Regions from separate parts of the Zea mays genome. Here region 2 is linked to region 1. Evidence: chromatin contacts called from public Hi-C data. All regions are on one chromosome and are shown on one strand. The core of a region is the stretch at or near the end of the contact, and the rest is flanking DNA. Distances in the headings are between cores, read along the strand shown.

What was found. A called contact is a pair of places that touch in the nucleus more often than the background predicts.
Region 2: a Hi-C map of ear shows a contact between it and region 1, with 1.8 times the contacts expected there. The contact joins the promoter of LOC100216926 here to the promoter of LOC109941581 in region 1. A contact is called at or near these places in 2 of 25 Hi-C or Micro-C datasets (bundle sheath and ear).

The regions. Positions count from the first base shown.
Region 1 is chr8:104,572,075-104,578,797 of Zm-B73-REFERENCE-NAM-5.0, forward strand. LOC109941581 (protein trichome berefringence-like 7) reads right to left here and starts at 3,166. Exons shown (of 3, transcript XM_020542693.2): 1 at 1,851-3,166. The coding sequence starts at 2,716. LOC100382837 reads right to left here. Exons shown (of 10, transcript NM_001175534.1): 9 at 5,449-5,695; 10 at 4,773-5,275. The coding sequence ends at 5,027.
Region 2 is chr8:105,291,496-105,297,981 of Zm-B73-REFERENCE-NAM-5.0, forward strand. It overlaps LOC100216926 (zinc ion binding), which reads right to left and starts at 2,064. Exons shown (of 17, transcript NM_001354474.1): 1 at 1,632-2,064; 2 at 866-945; 3 at 163-356. The coding sequence starts at 1,843.

The sequences.
Region 1 (6,723 bases), core at 1,916-4,415:
CCACGAGGGCGCCTCCGCTGGTTATTGTTGCGACCTATTCCAGGTGCCCGTCCATGTGCTCCTCTTTCGTCCAGATGGCGTCCATGGGATCCAGGTGGCTGCACACGTGCAAGTCCAATGCGCGGAGGGTGTCCGTCTTATCTTATAGGGTCAAAAAAATTCAGATTCAGAATAATAAGATAAGCCGATATGTAAAAGGCTTGTCTTCTAGGTGTCTGATTTTGGGTCAAGTAGACTCGGTCTTTGAGCATCCTTCATGCTACAGCTCGAGGACGAGTTGCTTGTCTAGGAGGGGTGTAGTGTCAGGGCCTAAGGAGGCTCACGGAGGGGCTGCGGCAGCAGCAGCCATGGGCCCTCCAAAGGGATTAGATAAGGATAGTTAGAAATAAGATTAGAAGATTAGTTGAGATTATCTATGAGATTAGTTGAGATTATCTAGGAAGGTTATCAGTTAGTAGTTGTTAGTTGTTGAGAGTTTTTAGGAGAGTTTTAAGGAGATAAGGATCTCTAGCTAGATAGGGCCGGACAGCAGGCCTATTTATGTAACCAATGGATGATAAATAAAGTAGGCAAGAATTAGAAGGGAGAAACCCTCCTCTTACTCGGCCGTGGGCAGAGCCCCCCGGCCGACGTTCCTGCCCATCGATACCCCTCTCCAATCCCTCACCGATCTAGCGACCATAACAATATCAGTATATCATCTAATATGGATGACAATTATATCAAGGTATGTGGATCACAACAATCTTTTAAGAATCTAATTAACATCTTTAGATGTTTTTTCATGAGATTCAAATGCCTGACAACCATAGGAATCTTTCAGAGTTTGATTTTTTTTTTATAAAACTTACCCCCAATGAGATGGCTCATATGTGCGAAAGAAGACATGTGTTCGGTTTAAATCAACTCTTTTTAGTACCCATGAGGCCCAGGTCTTCAGTGCCATCCTAAAACCAGCATTGCTGGATGTACCTAATTTAAGAGAACGTCCTGCCAGAAAATAGCAACCCCTGTTGAGAAGACCAGGTAAAAAGAAAAAATATTAAAATTGTGTTTCAGTTACATTTGTACTTGCACACCACTTAGAGCAGAGAACATGAAGATAAAAAGGTCCATGTCAAAAGTAACACAATGATGCTATGTTAAAATCTGAAGATGGTAAAAATGATATGAACACAGTATTCCCTGGAAATAAACGGAAAAATGCTGAATGGAAAGCACATATCGAACATCGGGCAGATGAAACCGCCAAGTTGGTAATTTTAACATTGACATTTCAAGAATGTCATCATGTAAGACCGTACCAATTGGTAGATGTCATCAAAAGCAAATATGATTCAATCATATGATCTTACCAGGTACTAAGAAAAAAGATGGTATAGAAAAAGATATGCAAGGAACTCGCATTTTCCCCTCGATTTGTGGCCCCCCAGGCCCCCACCCTGACCCCGAGTTTTTGCTACATTATTGGAACCTATGTGAAATAGAGAGATGCATCATTCCCCAATATCCAAGATGTATCAAACTCTACTTCTAACTAGAATATGAGCTAGGATTCTATTTATAAAATAAGGTAGGGTATTAAAAATACTGAGCAGCAGCCAAAGCATCGAAGTGAACACAACACAAATATTCCTTCAGTCTTTTTCTGAAAAAAAAAGAAGAAATGCATCACTGCCTATTCAACCATGAACGTAGAGTATTCAATCCTAAGAAAATGTAAATGATTCACCCGAAAAAGAAAAGGAAAAGAAATGTGAACGGCAAAGCAGGAATTGGCAATACGGAAACAACTACACATTTTCAAGTTAGAGCTAAAAGGCACAGTAAATCAATGCAAGGCACCTTACCTATCAAACAATTTGGTCGGCGTCCACCAATGCCCAGTATTGAAAATCAGTACGTCCGAATTCACCCATTTCCGGCTGAAACTATCCATCCTGTCCAGCCTCAACGTGGATTTGACCCTCTTGGGGGCATGCCGTGGGGCAGGATGCTCCTGCACGAGGAACACGGACCGGAAGAATTCGACGGTGAGGCCGTGCGACGCGAACCGGACCGCCAGGTGTCGTATCGTCTTGGTGATCTCGTTTCCGTTCACCTCGAAGACCGTCCTGGGGTCATCCACGCCGGCCATGAGCATGCAGATGAAGGACTCCCACTGTGTGCGGCTCATGGAGTCCCCCACGAACACCACCCGCTTCCCGCGCAGCCGCTCCAGCGCGGTGCGGGCCGCAAACTGCGGCACTTCACACCGCCGCGGCTTCCACCGCCACTTGAGGTACCCAGTGTCGTTCCGCCCGTTGGCGAGGCAGTCGAACCCGCGCTCCGCGAACGGGCACTCGGAGCTGTTGTATAGCGGGTGGCGGCCGGTGTCGTCGGGTACCCATGCGCCGTCGAACACATCGCACGCCTCGCCGCCGAGGCCCAGGACGGAGCCCCCGACGAAGCCCGCGGCGGCGAAGGCGCGACCTCCCCGGCCGACGTAGCGGAGCACGTAGAGGTAGAGCGCGCAGGCGAGCACGAGCGCCGCGGAGGCCAGGAGGAACGCGCGGGCCGCGCGCTCCAGCGTCGGCGCGCCCGAGGGCGCCCACCGCCACCTGCGCCGTAGCGCCGCAAAAGCGGTCGCGGCAGAAGAAGAAGAGACGCGCGGGCTCCCGGGCCCGCCAACGCCGCCCCGCAGAGCTACGCGCGACGGGCCGCCCGGGCTCACCATCACGCCACAGCCGCCGCCTCCACCAGATCTCCCATCCCGCGGCTCCCCGCGCTCACCAAATCAGCAGCAGTACGGAGCGAATGCCGCCTGCTCCAAGTGGCCCCGCTGAGAGTAGCCGGCACTAGAATCCCCGAACGAGAGACAGGCTTGGCGCGTGGTCGTTCTGCTTCCGACCTCCGAGGCTCCGGCCCGTGAGCTCGCGTGACGGCGTAGCTGCTCCTGCTGGAGCTGGAGGCGCGGCGAGGGGGAGGCGGTTGTGGTAGTGGAGCAGCTGGATCGTCTGGTTCAGTTTCACTTTGGCGCAGGCGTTGCGGTCACTGCCTCACTCTGGCATGTGGGATCTCAAGTCGTAAAGAGCCCCATGTGGGATCTCAAGTCGTAAAGAGCCCACATGGCGAGGAGCACGTTGGAGCGGGCCGACAGGCAATGGCTTCTGGAATTTGCCTTGTTTGATCCGTGCAGACTTTGCGCTACGGGAAGAATAGCTCAGGTCACCTACCTGATCACAGCATTGCAGCTAACTTTCCACCCTTTGCTTCTCTGTACAGACTGTACTGCTGAAGATATTGTAAGTAATCAAGTACCAGTACGTACATAAACCTAGAGACGAAAGGCCCACACAGTAACGTGAATACTGAATAGGTAGTTTATGAAAATGAGAGTCAAAGTTTGCAAGTGATTGAGGGTCTAATTATTTACTCTGACAGTGACACTGCAGCATTTGTATATTGATGGGTAGAGCAATGTGAACAGCTGGCTCCTGGCTGCCTGATTAGTTCCCCAAAATTAATGGGCGAACAATAATCGGGCTGATGGTTCTCCATGAGAATTTTTGTAATACTAAGATGGCAACGGGTACAAACCCGCTGGGTTTTGCCGTCCCAAACCCGTACCCGTAAAAAATATCTATGCCCATTAAAAAACCCATACCCATGACGGGTTTGAGATTTTGCCCAAACCCGTACCCATCGGGTTTGCGGGTACCCATGGGTTACCCGCGGGTTTCATCTCTAATATACTTGTTCTTCTCATAATCAATAAGTATCGTAATGATAAATGATATCATGATCCAAAATGTATGTAATGAACAACGAGTTCATGATTTGGTATAAAAATTATTAGTAGAGAAAATGAAATACAAATAATAAGTTGTATAATTAAGTGACCTTGCACTAAGTTATCCATCCACCACATATATAACGCTAGTAAAAACTATAATAGCAAGCAAGCAACACTCTCACCGACTACTGATACATTCACCAATTGATAAAAATTATGAAGTAAATAAGGAATTACAAGTTTGTTGTTCGTTTATAAAATAAAATGACAATATGCACTAGGTTTGGTCGGGTTTAAAAAACCCACGGGTTCACGGGTTTGGGTACTATAGGAACAAACCCGTACCCATAAACCCGCTGGGTATAGATTTATGCCCATTAACAAACCCATGGGTATGAAAATTGACCCAAACCCGTACCCTAATGGGGTAAAAACCCATCGGGTTTCGGGTTTCGGGTACCCATTGCCATCTCTAGGGGTGATCTTATCGAAGATGCAGCTGTTCATATGTTTCAGGATGGTCCAAAACATAAGGATGATTAAGGAATTAAGCCCCTTTTGATCTATACCTTTACCTGCTCGCTTGCTCTTCTCCACCATTCCATAGCCATCCCCTCACTTGGCTAGGGAGCAATTCCTTTGAGGTTAACTTGTCTAAGCAATCTAAACCAAAACTCTCATACAAAAGCACAGCCAACAAATAAATGATCTTTTGACTCAGATTCTTGATCACAGAGTTGACATAGTTTCATCTCCGTGAAACTAATTTCATCCCCATAAAACACGTTCCTTATAAATGTTGTGTCATATCATCTAAAATCTTATATGACATATTATTAAATGTGCATAAAACCACCATAAAAGCATCACTGAAAATAATCTTATCATAGCATCTCCAGCAGACCATATAAAGGAGCGTATAAAACTTAATTTTAATTTTGCACTGTAAACTGCAATATTTATACAGTACAGTAGAACAAAAGCAGGCGTGAGATTTAAGAGAAACCCAAGCGGATACTAAAATAATAATAGTAACAGATGATCTCACATCAACAAACAGCTGCTGCAGCGAACAATGTGATTGTGCATTTGTTGCTATAGTTCCTACATTTCTACATGTAATATCGCGAACAAAAATAGCTCATGTCAATAGTCTACAGACCGAGGCATAGGCCACCACGGTTGTCGGTCGCAAAAATGGCGGGCGTCATGATCCGAAGTCAAGCGATGCAGCATTCCGGGTGTGCAAATTCACTTCTTGGAGGGGAGCTTCCTCCTTTTGGCAGGCCGCTCGCGCTTCTGCTCTTTCTTCCGCTTTTTAAGAGACACCTGATGTGACCTTCCAACCAGCGACGGCTGCTCCTTTAGCCCGAAGCTCCTCGCTACATGGCCCAGGTGGAGCTTCTTCACCATGAAAATTTTCTTCAGTTCACCTCGGTGAGCAGTGTAGGCACGAACCCAGGAACAGAAGGCATCTCTGGCAAGCTTCTTCGTTGCGTCCTGGATGAGAACGTCAGAATATGTTAATCGATATCCATTGCTTAAAGCCTAGTCTACGATATTTCATAACAAATAATCAGCACAAGCGTTTCACGTGTGCAAGTTCTCGATCACTGAAAGGTGAAACGTGTTATCTAAGTCACACTGGAAGGAAAAGGTAGAATGTGCATTACCTCAGCTGCAACGAAACCCTCGAGTGACCTCTGCAGAGACATTATGCAGGGATGCATGTCTAAGGATATTTGCTTCCTTTTGTGAGGTTTCTGTCCATTTACAGGAAAACTATCCAAAACCCTTTGCAAGGGATATTCTGTCAGTGATACACCGTGTAACTCCAGATCTTTCAAGTAGTCGAGTTCAATAGGTTGCATAAAGAGGAGAGCCTCCCCCTTCTCACCAATTCTTGCAGTTCTTCCAACCCTAGTTAGTGAAGTGGACAAGGCAATTAAATCAGAACTAGCAATAGCAAAGTAAAGTGTGAATTATTGTTCTTGTCTATATATTGGGGGTTTAGACTATCTCCGGCAGCTTACTCATACTCATACCCATATTCAAACTATACTCTACAAACAGTGCAATATACAGTGCAAAACAATGTTTTGGGTGGCCATATGGATACAATGTACATCAGTTCACCATATGGTGACCAAAAACACTGTCTTACACCATTTTACATTGTATGTTGCACTGTTTGTATAGTGTAGTTTGAATATGGATATGAGTAAGCTGCTGGAGATGGTCTTAGAGCATCTCCAATAGTGACTTATCTCAGTGCCCCCAAATTAAATTATAGAGCTCAAGCAACAAAAAAAACTGCTCCATCAGTACCCTATTTTACAAAAAATTATCAAAAAAATATAGGTCATCTCCTAAAGTGCCATAAATATAATGCACCTTATCTAGATCTAACCTACGGACCCTTCACAAAACTTCCTTTCCAAACGAACGGAATAAATTAACAGATTTCGGTTAATCATTTGATTTGGGGCTTTACTGTTGGAGCTTAATTTTTTCTTGGTACCCACTATAAAATATATCTATTTTAAATTTTTAGGGCACTTTTATAAGGCACATTGTTGGAAATGATCTTAGCATCTTCATAACAAACTACTCTATCTATCTACAAAATAAAAGGACTTCTGAATTTGTACCGAGTCAAAATATTCTAGGTTTTGACCACGTTTATAGAGAAAGGTATTAAAATCTACCACATCAAAAGGGTAAGATATGAAAATAAAATTTCATAATGGACCTAATTATTAAGTTGCATACGTCAACCAGTTCAACCCAAAAGCTTAAGCTGATATGAAGAGATGGACAATTCACTTATATTATATTGTAGCACTCCCCTCACGTCGAGTCTCTCTTGGGTCTCAGACATGGAATAGGAGTGAGTAACAATTATTTTTTAATTGCGCTAACCAGGATTCAAACTCGTGACCTCTGGC
Region 2 (6,486 bases), core at 814-3,313, 720 kb after region 1:
TTGTAGGGCATTTCCAAAGCTGAAACCCAGTATACACTATTATCAGCTAGTTACAGATGACGAAAGGGAGAAGACAAACAATAGTAAAACAGGAGCAATTGATGGCATGAGAGACAGTAGAGAAAACTAATAATTTTGCACGCAGATCCTGCAGGTAGTTACCCCATCGGAGTCAACATCAACATTCTTCTCAATCATGATTGCCATCCTTAAACAGTTGGTGCAGAATCCCTTTGTCTTCCTCAAGACTGGGACGAATTCTGCTTGTTTCACGCAATTTTGACAAAAGGCTTGCCACGGACAGCAAAAGCAATAATAACGTGAACGCCCTTTACAAATAAAGCAAGTATGCCATTCTGCAAAGTATAGTTTAGTCAAAATCACGATAATTAATAATATACTGCGGAATATAACAAAATATGAAAATTTAATCCACAAAACTCAACCAAATTCAAGTTACAAACTTACAACTGAGGTAGCTTTCCCAGTTATAAGCATTAGGTATTTAGGTTTGATCATGTGCCCAATTAAGAAATTAACTCATTTATGCATTTACCCAATTAGCTGACCACCTGGAAAATTGAAAGATTTCTATTTTCCAAAACTCTGATTTCCCAATATTGAGCTGCATATTGCAGTCCCTTATATAGGAATATAGGATACCCAGAGTAAGAAGTAGAAGAAAAAATAAGAAAGACCGAACAATGTTTAAGCCTATGGAACTTTATCAAAAAGGAAGGTAATGACACTATGAGATATGCCAACTTTCAGTAAGCCATTATGTTCCCTGGCGCAGAAGCATGCATTTTCACAACTACAATGGACACTCATAGGAAGTTTAAACAAAGAATAATGAAATGCTTACCACAGATGAATTCTTCATCTGAATTGAGGAAGCCGCTATCTTTCCCCACGCAAGCAGGATGGTAAGCTTTCTGGCAGCCCCTGAGAAAAAAAGTTTTGAAAATCTCAGGAACACGAATATGTACTACAGCAAATCAGCAATGAAACAAAGTGATTTGACTCCATAGAGATGAACAATTGATAATGCCTTGACACCAAAGGGATAAGGCAATATCTATTGTCTACTGCAATGTTAAACCAGCAACCTTTTGCTAATGACAACCCCACCGCTTGCTATTTATAAGGGAAAACAGGGTAACAGAAATGGTGACTGGATATTTGAATGATGAGCAAATGACAACACACGCCCATGAAAAAGCAAATGCTGGCACTGACAAAATTTTCAGTTTCAACCTAGAGCTGCAGCTCTAACAATGAATACAAGGAATCAAGGATCAACGGCAATAGAGGCATCCGGTCTTATAGTGGTACCAACAGGAGCGTCGCTGGTCAAAGTTTGCAGAGCACAAAAAAAAACTACCTGTTTGGAAAGCGGGATTTTTTTCCTGTTGCTTTCCCCATGTGAAATTGAACCGCTTCCAGTTCCAGTAAAATTGCTGCATTCCACACGGTCCCTAAACCTGCTCTAGCAATGCCACAGCGCTCACCATCACACAGAAATCCTCCCGACTTGTAGATTACCAAAACCCAAAGCATGCTGCTCATGCGGGATCATGAGATGAGACGAGGGAAGTACTGGGGCCCGTCGGAGGGGTAGGGGGGCGAACCTGAAATCGCAGACGCGGAGGTCACCGCCGTCCTTGCAGACGAAGCAATAGTCCTCCCCCTCCAGCGCCGCCACCTCCTCCTCCTCCCCCACCAGCGGTTCCATTTCCTCTTCCTCCTGTTCCTCCTCCTCGGCCCGCCGCGGGCGCTTGCTCCCGTGTCCACCCCCGCCGGCGCCAGACGCACGGCTGCGCCTCCTCGCCCCTTTCCCCATAACCGCCGACCCAATCAACCCCCGCCGGCCGGTGACCCCGGACCCGGCGAGGCAATCAACGGGAGAGGAATCGAGGGGAACCGAATCCGACGCAAAGATGCCGCAGTAAATGCAATGCGAGAAAAGGACTAGAGGAGCCGAGAGCCGGGTTGGGGATTATTCGTGCAGACTGCAGAGGGGTTTATAAACTCCGTGTGCCGAACTAGCGATGCGGGCGAGGGACCGCCGACGGGGCGTGTAGGTGGATTCCGAAGAGGGGCTTCGTTCCAGGCGGCGGTGTGCAGCACTGCAGCCTGCAGTGGACCTGTGTGTGAGTGTGAATCGTGGCAGGTGTCAGACTGTCAGTAGAGCGTCGACAGCACTGACTGCACTGTCGCCTCAAAAGAGAGTTCAAGCTTGACCCCACCATAGCTGGGGAAATTTTGATTTTTCAAGAAAAAAATAAGAGTATTTATTTATTTATTTTATATCGAATACTAAATAATTTTATAAAAAATATGAATATTTAGAATAGCTATGAAAAGAATAATCCAATCTATAATAACATAATAAAAAGGGCTTTTATTATTTTACCACTTATCCAAAGAAGCATATATAAGGGATATACTAATGGATTGTTGGGTAGATCTCCACAACAACAACAAAAAATCTGAATCTAAGATTCATTATGGATCAACTGCACCATAGTTCTAAGATCTATTAAGAATATATACCAGGGTACCTAAAGACACTTCAACTCACAAGACCCTAATAGGTGGGTTGGAGCACTTTCGTATGTTATCTAGGGACTCAACCCACATGTAAGCATGTTCGCTTGCTTTAATTCGTACTGGTTTCTACTGCTTCTGCAGTACTTTTGTCTCTATGGATTGTAGTTGCAGTAGTCCAAACAGTCGGCTTTAATCCGAAGCGAATAGCCCTATTAGACTGGATCGGAAAAATGAAGTTGGAAGATAGATCAATAAATAAGGTCAATATCCATATAATATGGTAGAGCTTGGTTCATAAGTGAAACCCGCATGTAAAGTGGAGCTAAGAGACATGGTGTCGTGGTTTCGGGAACCGGGGGACAATAAGATTTGTGTTCGGCATGGGGTGCTAGCACAGACTCACTTCGAAAGGTGAATCACTTGGACTCAATGAAAAATTTGAGACACAGCGTTATACTGGTTCGGGCTCGCACCCTATTCCAGTTTAGTGTTGATCGTAGTATTGCTTGAAGCATGTTACAACAAGTGTGCTTGTGTATGAAGAAGGAGGGGTCCTGCCCTTTTAGATCTCAAGGGTAGGACCTTACAGGGGAGACTTGTTTCCTACTAGAGAGAAAGATCGGCTCTTCCGGTTGTCGTGGTGGGTCCTCCGTAGGGTCGAGGGCAGTCGTACTCCCAGTATGGCATCGTCGGTCGTCCATTACTCTGGCTCCTATAGTGAGTCCATCGCTGACGCCTTTGTAGCGGTACGCGGCGGGTCCTACGGATCAGGCTCATGGTACGGTCGTGCGTAGCACAGTTTCGCCTGTCGTCATAGGCATGCGTCACCTATTGGCGTATACATGCACCCGATATGGTATATATGCCGTGTCCTTTTCGATATGCGGGTCACTGTAGAGACTCCAACGCTGAGGCCCGGACATGGTTTGGTGATGACGTGTGTTATCACGCTGACGTGGGTCTAGAGCATTGGGTCGACCCTTCCCTTATGCCGATTAGATTGACACAAGACCTAGTCGTTTGCCCTGCCTCATGGGGTTGCTTGGTATAAAGTTGGTCGTTCGCTCCGCCTCGTGAGTTACTCAGACGAGACTCGGTTGTTCGCTCCGTATCGCAGGGTTGCTGAAAGGGAAATATGCCCAATAGCATGGTATGAATGCCTTAGACATTTTCTTATTTCTAATGCTTTCAATGTCTGGAAAGTTGATCCTACTCTTTTCACTAAGACTTGTAGTGGTGATTTGTTTATATGCCAAATATATGTCATTGACATAATATTTGGTTCTACTGATCAAAAGTCATGTGAGGAGTTTAGCAGGGTGATGGTGCAGAAGTTCGAGATGTCCATGATGGGAGAGTTGAATTACTTCCTCAGATTTCAAGTGAAACAACACAAGGAAGGGACATTCATCTCCCAAACAAAGTACACACAATATATCCTAAAGAAGTTTGGGATGAAGGATGCAAAGCTTGCTAAGACGCTAATGGGAACTGACAGGCATCTGGACCTTAACACAGGTGGTAAGTCCGTAGATCAAAAGGTATACCGGTCTATGATAGGACCCTTGCTTTATCTCTGTGCAAGTAGATCGGGTATTATGCTTTTTGTTTGTATATGTGCTAGATTTCAATCCGGCCCCAAGAAATGTCACCTTGTGGCTGTGAAGCGTATTCTTCGATATTTAGTTCACACGCCTTACATCAGGCTCCGGTATCCTAAGGGGTCTACCTTTGACTTGATTGGATATTTAGACTCCAACTATGTCGGGTGCAAGGTTGATAGGAAGAGCACTTCAGGGACTTGCCCGTTTCTAGGAAGGTCCCTAGTGTCTTGGAGCTCAAAGAAACAAACATGTGTTGCCCTATCCACCGCCGAGGCCGAGTATGTTGTCGTAGGTTAGTGTTGTGCACAACTACATTGGATGAGTGAAAGTCGCCTAGAGGGGGGTGGATAGGCGGAAACTGAAATTTACAACTTTAAACACACTACAAGCTGGGGTTAGCGTTAGAATAAAATCCGAGTCCGAGAGAAAGAGAGGAAAACAAATCTACGAAGAATATGAAGCGGATGACATGGTGATTTGTTTTACCGAGGTTTGGTTCCAAAGAACCTAGTCCCCATTGAGGTGGTCACAAAGACCGGGTCTCTTTCAACCCTTTCCCTCTTTCAAACGGTCACTTAGACCGAGTGAGCTTTCTTCCTTGATTTCCCGGGTCACTTAGACCCCGTAAGGACCACCACACAATCGGTGTTTCTTGCTTCGCTTACAAGGCTTTGAGAGTAAGAATGAGAGAAAGAAGAAAGCCAACCAAGTAACAAGAGCAACAAAGAATACAAGACGATCTTCTCACAAGTCCTAAAATACTAGAGTTGAATTATGGACTTTGATTGGATCGGAGTCTTTGATTTGTGTCTTGGAGTGTTGTATTTTGCTCTTGTATTGAATGAAGAGTAGTGAATGCTTGGATGGTTGGAGTGGAGGTGGTTGGGGGTATTTATAGCTCTCAACCACCAATTCAACCGTTGGGGTAGGCTGCTGTCGATGTACGCACCGGATAGTCCGGTGCGCCAGCCACGTCACCCAACCGTTAGGGTTCTGACGGTTTCGACTGTTGGAGCTTTGTCATCTAGTGGCACCGGATAGTCCGGTGCCGCACCGGACAGTCCCTGTTCACTATCCGGTGCGCCTTCTGGCGGCTGCTCTGACTCTGCGCGAACTGTCGCACACTGTAGCACTTTTGCAAGTGTCCGTTGCAGTCGACCGTTGCGCTGGAGCCATCGCTCCGCTGGTGCACCGGACAGTCCGGTGGCACACCGGACAATCCGGTGAATTATAGCGGAGCGGCTCTTCTGAAACCCGAAGGTGGCAAGTTCAGACTCGTACGGCCCTGGCGCACCGGACAGTCTGGTGCGCCAGACCAGGGTTCTCTTCGTTTTCTTTTGCTCCTTTCTTTTTGAATCCTAACTTGATCTTTTTATTGGTTTGTGTTGAACCTTTAGCACCTGTAGAATATATAATCTAGAGCAAACTAGTTAGTCCAATTATTTGTGTTGGGCATTCAACCACCAAAATCGTATATAGGAAAAGGTTAATCCCTATTTCCCTTTCAATCTCCCCCTTTTTGGTGATTGATGCCAACACAAACCAAAGCAAATATATAAGTGCAGAATTGAACTAGTTTGCATAAGGTAAGTGCAAAGGTTGCTTGGAATTAAACTAATATTTATACTTCTATTAGATATACATGGTTGGTTTTCTTTTATTTAACATTTTGGACCACGCTTGCACCACATGTTTTGTTTTTGCAAATTATTTTTGGAAAATCTTTTCAAAGTCTTTTTGCAAATAGTCAAAGGTATATGAATAAGATTTCGAGAAGCACTTTCAAGATTTGAAATTTGCTTCCCCTGTTTCAAATGCTTTTCCTTTGACTAAAAATAAAACTCCCCCTGAATGAAATTCTCCTCTTAGTGTTCAAGAGGGTTTTACCAATTTTGTAAATACCAAATTGAATAAGATTAAATACATTTAGACACCAATTTGAAAAATTCTTAAAAATTTTGAAATTGGTGGTGGTGCGGTCCTTTTGCTTTGGGCTTGATATTTCTCCCCTTTTGGCATTAATCGCCAAAAACGGAGTCTTTTGGGAGCCCTTTTTACTTTCTCACAAATGGTATAAGTAAATATGAGTGAAAGATTATACCAATTTGGAGTGATGTGGAGTTATGGCGAAGGGTAAATGATACCGATAGAGTGGAGTGGAAGCCTTGTCTTCGCCGAAGACTCCATTTCCCTTTCAATCTACGACTTAGCATAAAAATACACTTGAATGCATATTAGTCATAGACATAAAAGAGATATGATTAAAGATATATAAATGAGTTATGTGTACAATGTTTCAATCAAAATTCCGAGAATCAAGAATGTTTAG